Regions from separate parts of the Mus musculus genome. Here region 1 is linked to region 2. The links are chromatin contacts, called in public HiChIP or PLAC-seq maps. All regions are on one chromosome and are shown on one strand. Each heading gives the region's core, a stretch centred on a gene start, on an enhancer-like site or on the middle of the called end of the contact. The rest is flanking DNA. Distances are from core to core; before and after follow the strand shown.

The links. HiChIP or PLAC-seq counts read pairs in DNA pulled down with a chosen protein or histone mark.
Region 1: an H3K27ac HiChIP or PLAC-seq map of regulatory T cell precursor shows a contact between it and region 2, with 7 times the contacts expected there. The contact joins two enhancer-like sites. A contact is called at or near these places in 4 of 484 Hi-C or Micro-C datasets (CD8 T cells, the G1E-ER4 cell line, nephron progenitors and 1 more) and 2 of 115 datasets of contacts at active chromatin or transcription factors (embryonic stem cells and regulatory T cell precursor).

What each region holds. Positions count from the first base shown.
Region 1 is chr1:183,986,261-183,990,647 of GRCm38.p6, reverse strand. No RefSeq gene overlaps it. Among named protein-coding and RNA genes, the nearest start is that of Gm39725, 25 kb to the left of the region's middle. Within about 2 kb of position 2,752, at least 21 of the 459 cell types and tissues checked have an H3K27ac peak or open chromatin away from gene starts, as enhancers often do. A contact at or near this core is called in regulatory T cell precursor, where this site is marked.
Region 2 is chr1:183,852,743-183,857,151 of GRCm38.p6, reverse strand. No RefSeq gene overlaps it. Among named protein-coding and RNA genes, the nearest start is that of Gm34130, 82 kb to the left of the region's middle. Within about 2 kb of position 2,996, at least 3 of the 459 cell types and tissues checked have an H3K27ac peak or open chromatin away from gene starts, as enhancers often do. A contact at or near this core is called in regulatory T cell precursor, where this site is marked.

The DNA of each region.
Region 1 (4,387 bases), core at 1,503-4,002, 130 kb before region 2:
GGGACCACATCCAGGCCTCTGGATTCCCAGGCCCATATGCTACAATCCTCCACTGGCAGTCTTTTATATATTCAAGATGTCTATAGTATGAACACCTCACTTCTGACTATGAGAAGTGAGGAAGCAATCTATATTCAAACCAAATGACACACATCATGCCACAGGTCTCTGTCCTTGAAATACACACAAACACCCATCTATGTCATGAACACACGAGTGCACAGATATAACACACACACACACACACACACACACACACACTCTCTCTCTCTCTCTCTCTCTCTCTCTCTTTCATCAACTCATCTCTGACTTCTCAATGTTTTATTAGGGTGGCCTAGACTCTTCTTCTTCTCACTGCTCTATTCCTTGCCACTGATCATGCTCCTTATCCCCAGTCCATTGCAGGCCATGCCATGTATACACTCAGTTCCTCTGATATAATGCCTTTATTCTTACACATGTAGCATTACAGCTGGTGTCTCGGCAGAGCAGGGTGAGTTGGCTTTAATTCATACACAACTCCTCAGTGTGGTACATTGTTCACGGTCCTTTCAACCATTGGCTAAGTCAAATGCCTTCCCATCGGTCTGATGGTTTTATGTTCTTTTCCAAACCCAAAGCAGTTTCCAAAATGAAAACCTGATATTTACCCTTTGCGGGATCCATCCTAAATTTCACCCAAAGGTTCAATTACTACAGGGTTAGTTGTTTTTCTTTGGTGCTATGACAATACAATAAAACCTTTCAGAGATGGCAGGAAGGAAGTTAGGTCATGGTTGGGGTATGGCTTTCCCTTCATCTCTCTGTGTTCCTCTTCCTTCTCTTCTTCCCCCATTTCTTCTTCCAGGATACCATGAGATGAGCAGACCTCCTTTACCACACAATCCCCACAAAGTGTACTGTGCTGCCATAGACTCAAAGTAACATGGCCGAAAGACCACAGACTAACAACTTTGAAGCACCCAAAATGAACCTTTCTTCCTAGGAAAATGATAATCTCAGAGAGTTGGTCACAGTGATAGAAAGCTAACACAGTATCTCACCAAAATAAGCTACATGGAAAACATCTAAACTGTAAAATATTTTAGTAAATAAAAAGGAAATAATTTTTATAAATAATACTTATTTTTAAAAGTTGATTATTAGTCGGGCAGTGGTGGCACATGCCTTTAATCCCAGCACTTGGGAGGCAGAGGCAGGCGGATCTCTGAGTTCGAGGCCAGCCTGGTCTACAGAGTGAGTTCCAGGACAGCCAGGGCTACACAGAGAAAGCCTGTCTCGAAAAACAAACAAACAAACAAACAAACAAACAAACAAACAGTTGGTTATTTAAACAACAAAGCAAAACACAATGAAAACTTGCCTGACTGAACTTCTTTGAACAAGTTGGGGATGTCCACAACACACAGTACCAATGTCACAGCCCAGCAGGGTCTGCTGAGCACACCTTGCTTGATGTGATTGGCTGGAAATGATACCCAAAGTATATATTTCTGTAAGACAGGGGTGCTCAACAAGGCAAAAATGCACATCTTTCGCAATGCCTCATAACTATTGTCTGATATTCTTCAAGAGGCCACAAGGAAGAGATTTAAGGAGTTGAAAACAGAGAAGGCTGAGGATTAGAGAATTATAGAATCAAATTCCATGCTTTTCCTGTCATTGTCTTGCTTGAATGTAAAACACCTTCCACAGTTCATGGAACTGCTTTGAACAGTGGTCTCCAGTCGTTTAGAGAGGCTGTAGAAACTTTGGCTCTGAACTGATGAGCAGGATAGACCTTTCTTCCTTCCTTCTGAGCTTGTTTTCTCACACTGACAGAGAGCCAACAGTTTCTATTTATTTGCTTATTCAGTTAGGTAGGCATTGGTGGACCTTTTTGGTTTAGAGAGAAGTTCATACGCATATATTTAAAAATATTACATTCTGATGACTTCTCCCAGTCCATCTGAAAACTTTTTACCTGTCCTAACAATAAAAATGGCACTTTTTATGTAGTATTTGAATTAATTAATTAATTAATTAATTTATAGCTGAGGTAGAGTCTCATTATATAGCCTGGGATAATATGGTATTTTGCTATGTAGACCAGGCTAGCTTTGAACTCATAGTGAACTGTCTGCTTCTGCCTCACAGGTTCTGGAATTAAAGGCACATAGCATAGCATCCAGCTCTTTTGGTTTTAGATAGCTAGTAAATTTTTTATTTAAAAATTCACTGCTGCCACTTATTACACAAATAAAAATCACTTATGCATGATGCACATGACTCAAACAAAGCAGAAATGTAAACCATGAAAGTATTTCATTCTTCTCCCAATCACCACTCCCTCCTTCAGTTCACGACAGCTGTTACTCATATTTCCAACTATCTTTTCTATTATCTATCATCTGTCTATCTACTTACCTACCTACCTATCAAGATAAATTTACAATATATTTAAATTATAATAATTTAGTTCTTCCAAATGATTTTTAACATGAGTTATATATTAAACATGTAAACCTTCAAGAAAACTCTTCATAAGGCATATAGCTCTACAGCTGACCTTTCTGGGCCATGACTCAGAGCCATGATGACTTTCTACAGCTGAGAGACCAAAGTGGAGGTTGGGTGAAAATCAAGATTTGAGAAGCAGAAGGAATACATATTCTGCGGTTTACACAAAGATCAGTTATCATCAAGACACTGTGTTGTGTGCAGGAGTGCGTCTTGCTGCCTTGTGACGTAAGCTGGGCTGAACCGGGGACTGGGTAATTCTTTTATGTCTATGTCATGTGTGCAGCTCCACCCCAGCTAAGCTGCAACAGATATAGCCATGATAACAGCAATAACATCTGCAAAGTACCTCACAGTTATACGGCCTTCCTGGCGCATCACCTCACTCTCTGGGTGTGATGCGTGGGAACATCCATGCAATTTGTCTTTATGACTCCCATAAGCCATGTTATTTACAAAGCCTCCAAGTTTGGTGTTGTGTGTGCCAACTTTTCAGTGAGGCAGACTCAGATTAATAAGTTTCCTAGTCATTGTATTATTCCGTTTCCCTTAATATAATAAATACCTGAGATAACTTATATTGGCTTGTAGAGAAAGAGACCAAGGTTGTATTATCCCCTTTGGAGGCACGCTGACGACTTGAAAACCTTCTCACAGGGCCATCTTTCCAAGTTTCCATCACCTTCCAGTAGCTCATTTGGGACCAATCACTTAATCCACGAGCCTGCTGGAAGACATCGAAGATGCAAACTATAGCATCACGTAGTTGCTTAGTTGTTCTTTTCCTGTATTTCCAACCATGTTGTGTAGTGTTGCTGCTTTGTTTAAATATACTATAAAAGTGAGACATCTAGTTGCACAAGGACCAAATATTTGAACATTTGAAGCAACTGAAAGGTCTCTTTTTCTCCATCCAAATACCTGAAGAAAACAGGCATTCTCTTTCTTTCTTAGTTGGTTTAGGGACTTGGTTCTTTTGAGGAATTCTCGCAAGGTCCAGTGATCTAAGCTTCTTAAACCAGGTCCCACAGAGGGCAAGAACTGAGGACAGAGGTCAGCAGATGCTCGTAGGAGGGAAACTGTTGACAGGCAGAAAGCGAATGAGACCCATTTCCCTTTATAATCTATTGTTCCTGAGTGGTAACAGTCAAGCATCAAAGTAGATGTATCAGTCAGTGAACATACGCGCCTCTTAATCTCTCCAGGTGGGCGCACTTCAACTTTTAATCACCTGTAATTAAGGTGACAGGTTCCAACACCACCTCAGTTAGTAACTGTTTGGCTATAAAATCGTACTCAGGTTCTAGGGCCTGGTACTGGAAGGGCCTCTTCCTAGGAAGAGAAGGAAGACTCAGAAGCCATGACTAACTAGGGTAATTTGTATTCATGGTCACAAGGTGCATAGATATTTCTTCCCCACTCCTTTTTGGTGGATACTTTCCTGCATTTTCCACTTATCTTTCAAATATTATAGATCCTGGCTTGGGAGAGGGGAACGCATAAGGGATGAGAACCAGCACTCACTGTAGTGAGGAGGATGGTGATTGGCTGGGTCTGCTCATCTTGGAAACCTCTAGTGTTGAGGTGAAGTATTCCATAAAAGGTTTATGAAAAGCTCAATTATAATTTAGATGAAAGAGAAAGAAAAAGAAAAATAGAGAAAGAGAAAAGAACTTTTTAAGGGATAGATTTATTGATCTCAAACTATAAAGAACAAGTGTTCACACAACAAGTTTTTATGATCTACCAGTGTATTCAAAAGAGGCAACAATGACACCATCCAGTACTTTGGGTCCAAGGAAACAGGTCTGTAATATTGACTATGTTTTATTGCTTGTTAGACATGTAAGATGTCATTATGTGATCGATTTTCTACTTCTTGCTCTAG
Region 2 (4,409 bases), core at 1,747-4,246:
ATTTGAAACACTATCTTGTCTAACTATAGAACTATTATGTTAAAAAAAATTCCCTGTAAAATAAGAATTTTAAGGTCTGCATCATGTACATTTCATGAAGAATCATGAAGTGTAAAATTTCCTTTTAAAGGGTATACTTCATAAGTTCCTTCTTTGAAAAAATTTACAATGTATCATTCTATCAGGAATTTACCTAAGCCCCTTGAACCCTAATTCTCCTGGTTTCTTGGTTGTGATGTTGTTGTAGTGGTGGTGGTGGTGGTAGTGGTGGTGATGGTGATGTCAGTGATGTTGGTGATGGTGATGGAGATAATAATAGTGATGATGGTAATAATGATGGTGATGGTTGGAGATTTGGACCAGGGAATTTTTCTATAGCTCATTCCTTGCTCCTCCTTTTGCTCAAGATATTTTTCTTCTAAGTGTCTACCATTCAGTCTTTGCCCTCAGTTTCAACCTTTTCTCCATCACTTTTAATTCTACTTCTTTTGTTTCCATATAAAGGTATCATTTGTCATGTACATTGCTGAATTAACTTTATTTAATTTCTACCCTGCTGGCTGAAAATGTGACTCAGTGGTACATGGCTTGCCTACCATGGGCAAAGCTTGGTTCATCTTGGTTCATCTTGGTTCACCATGGTTCAATCTCCAGCACTGAAGAAAGAAAAAAAGGGAAAAAAGAAAGAAGAATAAGAGGAGAAGGAGAGAACTAATCAAGAAGAAGAAGGAGGAGGAGGAGGAGGAGAAGGAGGAGGGAGGAGGAGGAGAAAGGGGAGAGGGAGGGGGAGGAGGAGAAGTGGGGAGGAGAAGAGAATTAACATTTAAAGTAAAATTTTCTTCTTCCACTGCACCTTCATGTTCCTTGAATTTTCTTCCTGTCTCTGTCCTATTTTACTGGCTTCCTGCTAACATTCCAAAGAGTTGTCTCCATCTTACCTCTCATTGCCTGTTTTGCAAATTTCTCATGTTTTTTTTTTTTTGAGAATGCATATAAAATACCATGTTAACTTTTTTTTTTTTTGTATATGCTTCTTCCTAAGACAGTGGCCTCTTGAGCTTTTCTTCTTCTTCATTGGTTTAACACTGTTGTCTGTGTGTTTGTTCATCCTTGAATAAAGAAAGTGGAGAAGCTGAGCAGATAGATCAATGGTTAAGAGTATTGGATATTCTTGCAGAGGACCTCGGTTTGGTTCTCAGCATCCAGACAGCAGCTTACAGCTGTCTATAACTTTAGTTACAAGGGATCTGATGCCCTCTTCTGGCTGGACATGCACATGGTGCACAGATATATTATGAGATATACACATAAGAAATAAAAAAATTTAAAAAAATTATTGATTTTTAAATTTTTTTAAAGAGAAACCGAGAGCTGAGTATTTCTTAGTGGGTTAGGTTTCTACTACCTTCACCCTCAAAGACTAGCAAAAAACCTGACCAATAGTTGTCATCTGGCATTGGAAGTGCTACAGATAGAAAATATCCAACCCCAAATCCCCACTTAGTCCTTCACTTGGAAAAAGTCCATATTTCTAGAGGGGCCGTTTGATGATTGGTACACTGATGCCCAATAGGAAACAGGGAAGCAATAATGGAGGGAGAGAAGTCCAGTTTGGAGTCTAAACAGCCTCTTGTGCTCTTTCAAGGTGTTATCTCAGAAGACTCACGCCCGTTTCTTCATGAATAAAACAGTGCTGTTAACATCTACCTTGAAGAGTTGTTGAGAAAATTCCACAATTCTCCACGTGGAATAGTTCCATATCATTAAAGCATGCTGGGAACTGTTCATGTAGAAACTCCTTTCGCTAAAAAGTAGCCACCATAAACATTTTATTAGCTGAACGATATTTTTCAGAGCTGTTATTTTTCACATTTTAAATAAACCATCTGTAGTAATTTATTTAGTGTACTTACTAATCAAATCCTTGATGAATGCTGTGCCACTTTTTTTAAAAAAAGCAATTTAATTAGCTTTCCTCATAAAATATACATGATTATAGCAGGCCCAGTACAAATTACTGATCAATTAGATCAAGGTAATAAGAACAGTGTACCCGGCCAAGAGCTCAACCAAAACACACTTCAGTTCTCTCAATGTTACTGCTGAAACTACTTCAAGAGTGCCACAATAGCCTTTCACAGACAAAGAAGACTAAAACCAACTGCTGTCTGCAATTTCCATTGCAAACTGGAGAGAAGTCCAGCTTGGAGTTCAAGCTGTTGAGCTCTTTGGTGATGATTTCAGAAGACTCATACCAGTTTCCTCAAGAGTGAAATAGTGCTCTTGATGTCTACCTCAGAGTCACTGAGAAATTTCAACAAGACTCTGTGTGGTGTAATTGTCATATCACTGAATAATACTGCTGAGGCTGGAGAGGTAGCTAGGAGGTCAGGGGAACTTACTGCTCCTGCGGAGGTTCTGAGTTCATTTCCCAGGACCCATGTCAAGCAGCTCACAACAGCCTGTAACTCCATCTCTAGGAGATTCATAGCCCCCTTCTGGCTTCCACAGTCACCAGCACTCACATGTGTATGCTCCCACACAACAGAGACACCCCCATAACAATGAATAATAGTAATACACATATTTTAGGAAAGCAAAATGCTTCTATTGTGACATTTTTGAGGATCTAAATACGCAGAATGTTTCCAGTTTTCTGCAAACCGTTAACAGATTCTCATTTGAAGAGAGAAAAGCTTAGAATTCGGAGCTCTGGAGATGCTCAGAAAGAGCTCCCCCTGGCCCCCAGCCTGCCACATTACAACAACCTTGCTGACCCACACACATCACAGCCAAAAGTTGCATTTAGTCATATGGAAAAAATAGGACTAATCTCAATAACTGTTTGCTTTATAATTGAATTTATTCCTTTCAGATTTTTGTGGAAACTTTTATTTTGAAGTTTCCTGCATAGGTGGGTCCTCAGAGCTACAGAGTTCTGAGTAGCATCAAGACAAGACTGGGGTTGGAGTGGTGGTGGTAAGAAATGTGGCTCCTTCCTCAGCCTTGACAGGGGTTAGGGGAGCCCCTGGAGGCAACCTGGGTAAAGCCTTTGCTCAGCCACAGGTGTTATCATGGAGAGGAGCTCTGAGGCAGGTGACCCAAGTTATTTTACTTCTGCTCAAAGGAGCCACTGACTATGTGAATTTTACACTGTTTAGATTCAAACTAGGAAAAAAATGGGGTTTGTGTGGTTTTATTTTGTTTTATATGTTAAGGAAAGAGTTACATTTTTAATCATTCAAAAATATGTTAATTTTTTTATTCTTTGAATAAAAATGCCCATGACTTTAAGAAAGTTCTTTCTATCTGCAATATATGCCAACACTACAGTGTTTTCTGCAAGCAACCTGGGCATCTGGGGGAGCACTTTGGATAGCCTTCAGAGCTCAATGGAATTCAGTTTATAGACCAGGAGACCAAATAATTCCTTAATACTCCCCTCTCCTGCTCAAGAAACTTGTGAGTCAAAATGGAGTGTGTTAAAACCAACAAAAACCAGAGCCTTGTTTTTATAAAGATTGTATGCCCATGGAGGTTGATATTAGTATAGCAAAACAAAGAAACCAATCCTTGACAAAAATAAATAAATAAAAGCCAAATAAAGTTGCTTGGCATAGAGGCAAATAATCAACTTATTTTTGGATTTCTCTGTTTCATGTTCTGGTTATCTCAGTGTTACACATAAATATGGGAAGAGCTCCCCCTTTCTTCCCCACCCTCTCCCCCCAAAAAATTGAAAGCTTTTTTGGGCAGGGCAAAAACTTTTACACTTATGAAACAAACTATTTTTAAGTTACACTGATAGAGACAGAGCGTCTCCACCCAGTCATCGGCCATTCTTAGCAGGTGGCTAGGTGGGGTTGATTAGTTTAAATAAACAAGAAGCAGGGCTGCTTGGCTAGCATCCTTGTTTCATTGGGCGTTTACTCATTGATGAGAACCATTCATCTATTCCTCTTGATTGGTCTAGCTAAAGAACTGGACTTTAGCAGGGAAATGACAGTTCTCCCATATGACCATTGGCTCCCATTGAAATGCACATAGTAGATGCTAGGTACTAGTATATATTTAGTTAAGTGTAGATTTTCCACCTCAAAGTTACAACCTTCCCGAAATGCAACTCCTCACTGAGGAAGGGTGCAGAATGCACATCTGTGTGGTGGTAGAGAATTGTCTGAATAGGAGAGGCTATTTATTTAACAAAACTGCCTTTTCTCTAGCTTCTTGAGCCTTATTCTTCCAAGTGTGGTCCATGAACTAGGGGCATAGAGGTAGATGGTAGAGCAAATCCATGGGTTCAGGATCAACATTTTCTAATGAGGTATCCACATGATCTCTGTTATTTAGATTTGAAAAATACATTATACAGAGTCTTGGTAGAGACTGGGGTCTCACCTAAGACTTTG